Regions from separate parts of the Lactuca sativa genome. Here region 2 is linked to region 1. The links are chromatin contacts, called in public Hi-C maps. All regions are on one chromosome and are shown on one strand. The core of a region is the stretch at or near the end of the contact, and the rest is flanking DNA. Distances in the headings are between cores, read along the strand shown. Region 1 holds the start of LOC122194371 (ABC transporter C family member 3). Region 2 holds the start of LOC111888184.

Evidence for each region. Hi-C and Micro-C count contacts between places; a contact is called where the count stands out from the background.
Region 2: a contact with region 1 is called in a Hi-C map of leaf, with 10 times the contacts expected there. The contact joins the promoter of LOC111888184 here to the promoter of LOC122194371 in region 1. A contact is called at or near these places in 3 of 4 Hi-C or Micro-C datasets (leaf and seed).

What each region holds. Positions count from the first base shown.
Region 1 is chr9:163,177,677-163,181,454 of Lsat_Salinas_v11, reverse strand. It overlaps LOC122194371 (ABC transporter C family member 3), which reads right to left and starts at 2,171. Exons shown (of 10, transcript XM_052767485.1): 1 at 1-2,171. The coding sequence starts at 2,098.
Region 2 is chr9:163,367,327-163,371,104 of Lsat_Salinas_v11, reverse strand. LOC111888184 reads right to left here and starts at 1,702. Exons shown (of 4, transcript XM_023884317.3): 1 at 1,303-1,702; 2 at 1,117-1,166; 3 at 958-1,039; 4 at 222-441. The coding sequence starts at 1,516. The coding sequence ends at 395.

The DNA.
Region 1 (3,778 bases), core at 922-3,421:
TCTCCATTTCCTTACCAAATAATATATTCTCTTCAATTTTTCCACTCTGAATCCATGGCGTTTGACCAACATAAGCCCTTGAGCCACAAAGTTTGACATGTCCAGATAATTTAGGCACTTCTCCTAGAATACATGATAATAAGCTCGACTTTCCAGCCCCAACAGTGCCACACACAGCAACCCTAATTCCATGAACAGCTCTGAAATTTATATCGATCAATGTTGGATTTGCTGATGTCACGTCCCATGAGAAATTCCCATTGATGATCTCAACTGCAGTGTCGGAACTACCTTTTGGGAGGTTTTCTACTAGATTAGAATCTAAGTCTTGAAGACGAAGGAATGATGCAATTCGATCAAGTGAGACTTTAGTCTGTGCTATCATAGATACTGTTTGCGGAAGATCTAATGCTGATTCTTGAAGAATTTTAAACGTTGCAAGCGCAGACAATACCTTCCCTGAATCAAGTGGAATACCAGCAAGAATACAAGTCCCAAAAGTGGAAATAGCGACAAATGTGGGTGCAACCCAGAATGAGAAAGTAGTCATTGCCATTGTAAAAACATTTTTGTACAACCATTGTGCCTCTTCCCTCCTGATATCATGTATTCTAGACAAGAACTTCATCTCCCATCCATGGAGCTTGAGAATTCTCATGTTTTTTAAAATTTCAAAAGTTGTTTTCATCCTTTTATCTTTATACATCATTAGCTTCTCTTGAAACTTCTTCTGGAAACGCCCTAGTGGTATATTGGTCGAAACCACAATTATGGTAGCAACAAAAGCAGCAAGTGAAGAAAGTCCGAGATTTTTATACAAAATTGCTAGTGCCAAACCAACCTCAAGAATCACTAGCCATGGGTTGTGCATGTAGCGGCTAAATTCACCGATTCTTTCAGCATCAACAGCCATTAAATTAATGATTTCGCCACTAGACTCCCCCTGCTTTGACTGAGATGAAAGGGTCAAACCTTTAAGGTAGATTGTTGCAACCAAAGCCGATCTTGCCTTGATTCCTGCCTGTTGTAGCTTAAAATCTTGATGTCGTTGTGCTAAACACTCCACTATCTTAGCAACAATGAATGCAGAAACTAGAAGAAAACCCTTCTTTATGTCTCGCTTTCCATTTACATATTCTACATATGCATCTATGAGGAAAGGCCCAACATATGAAGCCAAAGTATACACAAGAGAAAGAAGTGCGGTGATTAATATGTCTCTCCATATTGTCAAGATCACAGCCTTGGCGAGAACAAAAGTAGTGATTTGACTATTTTCTCTTTTACCCGATTCTAGTTTACTTCTTAAAACCGAAAAGGCTCCTCTTGCACTATTGACACTGTCAAGTTCTGGAACGTCTTCAAGGTCTAATGGCTTCTTATATCCAGTAGCAATCAGAGGATGAATCCAAGAGAAAGTTAATAGACTAAAGATACTTATGTTTGTTGAAGGAGTTATAGTTTCATTCAAGAGGGATTCCGATTCTTGATACAAATGGTTTATAGTTCCATTTACGATGTTATCAGAGAACCCCACATAACAGAGACATAGACTGACAAAAGTTGACAAAGCCTCAAAGATCAAGTATTGATTTTGTTGGTAGTTAAGATAGTCCAAGACAAGGCAAAAACAAGAGATTAGGGAAAAAGAAAGCCACCAAACCTTCAATACAATGGGATACAAGGATTCGGTGGAGTTAGAAACATGAGTGTGCAAGTACAAAGAAACAAATGACCAAACAAATGCTCCCAGAAGAGTATCCTGGGAGGTGATAATGCTTTCATTGGTCCTACCATTTTTATACCAATAAAAAAGGTTGAATAAAAGCACAAAGAGGTTAAGAAGCACAAGAACTACACAACAAAACAGGGTCTGCTTGTAAAACAAGGACCTATTGTTGGACCTAAGAATTTGTTTGGGACCTCCATTGCTATTATTCCTGAATTTTCTGCCAAACCAAGTGATGAATAATAGAATGAAGAAACCAAGGTATAGTGAACGAGAATACCCATGCAAGAGCCTCGGGGTCAGGGGAATGTTGGTAGCATCATCTGTCAAAATACTCGAAAGCGGAGAAAACTTAACAGCAATACCCATTAGTAATGATTCATGGTCTTCCTTGTTTAAGTTTATAATATGATCGACCTTGGTGGAGGAAAGAGAGTTTGGTGAAGTCTTCTATTGTCGTATTGGTGCTAATGATGCGCACGTGTGGGTCCAATTCATTTGGTACATAAACATTTTATATGGTCTTCTTTTATTAGAAAGATACCCTAGTCAAAAGTAATCATCTCGAAAAAAAAAATTATAATTATTTAATGAGTAAATATCATTGATAATTAAAAAAGAATTATTATTTCCACTTTTAGTTACAAAATACTAATTAATACATACATAACTTTTTATTAAAAATGAAAATAATACATATCTTATTAAACAGACAAAAATGCAAAAATGTTTCCATGGTATGCCATTTTTTTTTTCACTTTTTAATCAAAACAATGATTTTTTTTTTATTGGTGGTCTTTTTCAGCAAGTTTGTTTGTGGTTTTAGTCTTTTTAAAAACTAAAATGACTATACCATTTTATTTTTATTTTTATATTTTTTAATATCTATTTTTTATTTTAATAAAAAAAATAAAAGAGGGCCCAGTCACCCACACATCCTCTCTCTCTCTCTCTCACACACACACATACACATATATGAAATCATCAGCTAAGCTTTTGTATTCGGTTCTTTCCGGACGTAGAGTCATATGAAGAAATAGACCCATCACTACCATCAGCTGGAATCTTTCTCCCCTAACTCACCGTCTCCTTTATATCATCTTAGATTAGTTTAAGAATTTCATTCAAAGGTGTCATCGGCTCTGATTCTCCGTATCTCTTGATCTGTGTCATCAGGTAAGCTTTTTTATTAGGTTCTGCAGGTGATTTCCTATTCAAGAATACGAAACAAAGTCGATTCTTTCCGATCAATATGGAACCCTAAATCGATTTCTTCAATGTGCACGTGTTCGAGAATCTAGAACAAAATTAATGCTGACCCACAAATCTGGAACAAATGGATTTTGACCCACACCCAACCATCGTCTCTCTACCTCTTCTTGTGCTTCTTTTGTGAGGCAATCGACACCTAATTGGCTTCTTAAACAAGCAAAAAGGTTATGGATGAAAAAGATATGTGAAATAACTCAACACAGAATCCATGGTTCCTGGAGATTTGTTTAAGAGAAGACGAAAATGGTGTAAACCAGATTCCGATTCTAACAACCCAAAAATCATGACAAAAGTTTTGGTTTTCAAAAGACATTTTCATAAATCCATAAGATTGAGAAACATTGTTTTCAAAATAAACCCACAAAATCAAAGTATCAAAATAATCTCTTAAGGCATAAATCAACATGAGGATTTGTACAATCGCACCTTCGTCTTGCCCCAATCAATAATACATATACAATGCATGCACATTGGGCCTAGAACATAAAAGTGAATTGCCCCTAGGACTACATGCATAAGACTGGATTGCCCCGACCCATATTCGTAAGACTAGATTGCTCCTGGCCTACAGTCGTAAGACTGGATTGCCCTGAGTTTGTTGGCCCACAACATGAAGACGTACCTCTTCAACCCAACCACATTATGTTGATACATGCACTAAAACGATAACAAGCAAACACAGGTAATCATATCAGGCCTACTAGACTAACAAAACACTACATCATAACAACATCCTACACAAAAGGACATGTACTGCAATATAAATTATAATGAGAA
Region 2 (3,778 bases), core at 453-2,952, 190 kb before region 1:
TAACTAATAACAAAATGTTAACAAAAACCACAATACTTGTAGACATAACAAAGAGCAAAAAACCGTGTTTCAAACAAAAATCACGCGCCATAATACGTCATGGCGCGTCATATCACGCCTTGTCACGCACCACGCATAACAGCAAAGTTATGAGGCTTTTTGTAACGGCAAAGTCACGCCTCACCTCATACCGCGCATTGGCGCGCCTTTTAGAACACCCATAAAAACCAAATTCTGTTGGATTATTGATGCCTACATAATTACATTTTATAGTTTATAATAGATAAAATGGTACAAAACTCGAATTAAATATTACATTGTCAATTTGATCTGGGTATTGTATCATATAAAATTTAACAACACATTGATTCTATATACTTAGATATGGTAGAGTTTAACCAGAAAAGAATCTTTTCCAGGATTGCCATGGCAGAAATCCTCCTGCAAAACCCACAAACAATCACATTCTACAATGAACTTCTTATTAATTAGAGTAAATTACACGAATGGTCCTTATGGGTTGGGGTAATTTGTGCGTTTGGTCCCTAACTTATTTTTTTAACTCGGAAGGTCCCTACTATTTGTTTTTGTTACGTGCTTGGTCTTTGTTACACGTTTGGTCATTGCCTTACCCAAAACAACTATTATTTAAATAGGAAAAAATGATGGGATAGGTAAGGTAAGGTGAGAGGGATGGGGTTGGGGGTGTGTTTATTTAAATAGATTAAAAAATCAAGGGCAAAATAGTCTTTTTATGTATAACAGGGACCAAGCGCGTAACAAAAACAAACAATAAAGACCTTCCGAATTAAAAATATAAATTAGGGACCAAATGCGCAAATTACCCTAAACCATAGGGACCATTAGTGTAATTTACTCTATTAATTATCTGCAAAAGCTCACTAATCACTTCATATATTTGTCAAGAAACAGCAATTAATCTTGTTTATTGGTTACCACAATTAGGGCAGCGAATATACTCCTTTTCGATCAAAACTAGCCCTGAACCTCCACATTCGAAACATTTCTTCTGAGCCACCTGCCATGTCCAAAATTATAAGTTTATACCTTATGCTTTCAATCCAAATAGAAGAACAAGGAAAATGATTGTCTCACAATTCGTTTGCTAAATTCGATCCCTGCAACTACAAACGGTGTAACTCCAGCTGCAATTTCAAAATTAAACAAGGGATATCCCTAAGTATTACATACACCTAATATGGAATCAAGTAATTCCAAATAACTGACGCATTTTTTTACAAATTTGGTGGTTAACGGATGAGCAAACAAAGAGATACATACCGATGGTGCCAACGACAATTTGCCAAGTGATCTGTGGCGTAAATGGATCTGAAGTAATGGTGGAGACTTCAACAACTGCAGAGACACGATTCCTTCTATTGCTGAACTGGTGGCGACTTCTGTGATATAAGTTGTTGGACCTTCTGTTGCTTCGTGAAAAGCTCTTGGAACCGATAACAGGAGGAAGATTTGGTAAGCTCGATATCGCATCCATGGCTGTTCACAGCCGGATTCGCAAACAGAATTTAAGTAAACCCGAACGTTGGACGATGGATCAGAGTTAAGGCTGATCGTAGCCACCGAGTTTGAGCATCAAACGAGTCACAGAAATGAACACGTCGACAACCGCTAATCCGCCGTCCATTGCCGGAGCAACGATAACCACTCATCTTCGAGACTGACGTGACGTCTGGTATTGACCCAATTAAGACCGATTTCTTGGACTCGGCCCACTTCAATTCCATTAATTGGATCAGTCCATTTTGAAGAAAAAAATATGGATGGACGATAGGACGTATATAAAAAATGCCACTACTTCTGAATTGAAGGGGTAATTAGGTAATTAGCTTTTTGTTATTATTTAATTTAAGAATTTATAAATTTATGTGAAAATCATGCCAACTGGTTCTTACACTTTTAAAAACATTCAACCACTATAATTCTTCACCCGAACTCCACTGTGCACCGTTAATAGGAAAGCAAAATTGCAGATTGATTTTAGATCAAAAGCAAAAATTCAATAAATTAATTTAGCAAGTAAACACTGAAAATATACATCAAAGATATGTAAAAACCTTGATCGATTTTACAAACCTATACTAAAATAGATCGATTAGACACAAAAAAAAAAAAGTTAAATAAATAAAAAAAATGGAATCAATCAAACGATAAGAGGTATCAAAGGCTGGCATCTTCTTAGAGTTCGTTAGGGTTTAGTGAGCTCAATCATTTCCTTATGAAGACTCCTTCAAAGTTAAGACACTAGCTTCTGGCCATCTCAAGGTTTATCAACTTCAGGTTTTGTAATCGTCCAGTGCAAATTAGGGATGAGCATATGGACCGGGGAACCGGCCGGAACCGGTACCGGAACCGGTTGGGCCGGGACCAGGACGTTATTTTTGTGGATTTTTGGAACCGGAACCGGTAAAACCGGCAAAAACCGGAACCGTATGATGCTATTTTTCAAGGACCGGTTCCAACATTTGAAGACACGACAAGAACCGATAGGAACCGGGAACCGGTAGAATCACCAGGCCGGTTCGGTTCTTGATTTTGGCCAAAGCCGGTTCCCTGGTCCGGTTCGGTCCTTTTGCTCATCCCTAGTGCAAACACAACCTTCCAACATCAGGCTTCGAAATAGACCATTAGGCACTTTAGGTTCATCAACTTCAAACTTCATATCTCGTCACACCATGATCAATGATCGTTGGGCACTTCCCCGTCCAAAGCTCCAATAATAACACTTTGAAGGAGTATACATCAGATTTCTCAATGGTGAACCCTTGTTATCCCTTTTCACTCACCCGTCCACTCACATCAGTATTACACTCAGTCTATGACAATTGATTTATACCTCTCATATCTTCACCACTAGCTACAACAACACCACCCTCTCACTGACGCTGCACCTTTGTCGACTTTCTCCTTCTTCACCACCTACTTCGGTTTTTCAGATTTTCTAGTGGTTTCCTGGTCAAAAGAGAAAATTACAGAAATGGTCCTTGTGATTTTGTCAAATTCATAGTTTTGGTCCCTAAGTTTAAAATTTGATAGGTTATCCCTATGGTTTGTGAATATTGCACTGGAGGTCCATGTTCCATATAAAAAGACCAAATTACCCCTTCTTTCTTTTTTCTTTTTTCTTTTAACATTATATATATATATATATATATATATATATATATATATATATATATATATATATATATATAATAGATTTTATTTGATCTTTATTTTAATAGATATAATATAGATTGTTTATAAAATTATTTTATTTTTTTAAAATCAGTTATCTAAGCTATATAAAATCCCATTATTATTTATTTTTAGATTTATTTATTTATCTTTCTTTTGGCGATTTAAAAATCTTTTAATATTTATGACATTTTATTTGAATATAATATTTGAAGTTGTTTTTAACATTTTGATTGTTTACATTATATATTTTTTTAAACGACAAATTATCTTACTTCTAATCTAATCTTAAACACCATCTATGTCTCTTAGTGAGAGTTGAACCCATGATCTTTAATTTGAGAGAATCACTCCTTACCCCAATGCTAATTAATGGCCCTTTGGTCTTACACAAATTAAAATAATAACTCATATATGTATTAGAATTAATAGTTTTACTTTTTTTTTCATAAATAGTTATATGAATATATATATATATATATATATATATATATATATATATATATATATATATATATATATATATAACTATTTCTGCTATAAATGAAGACGCACTGACATA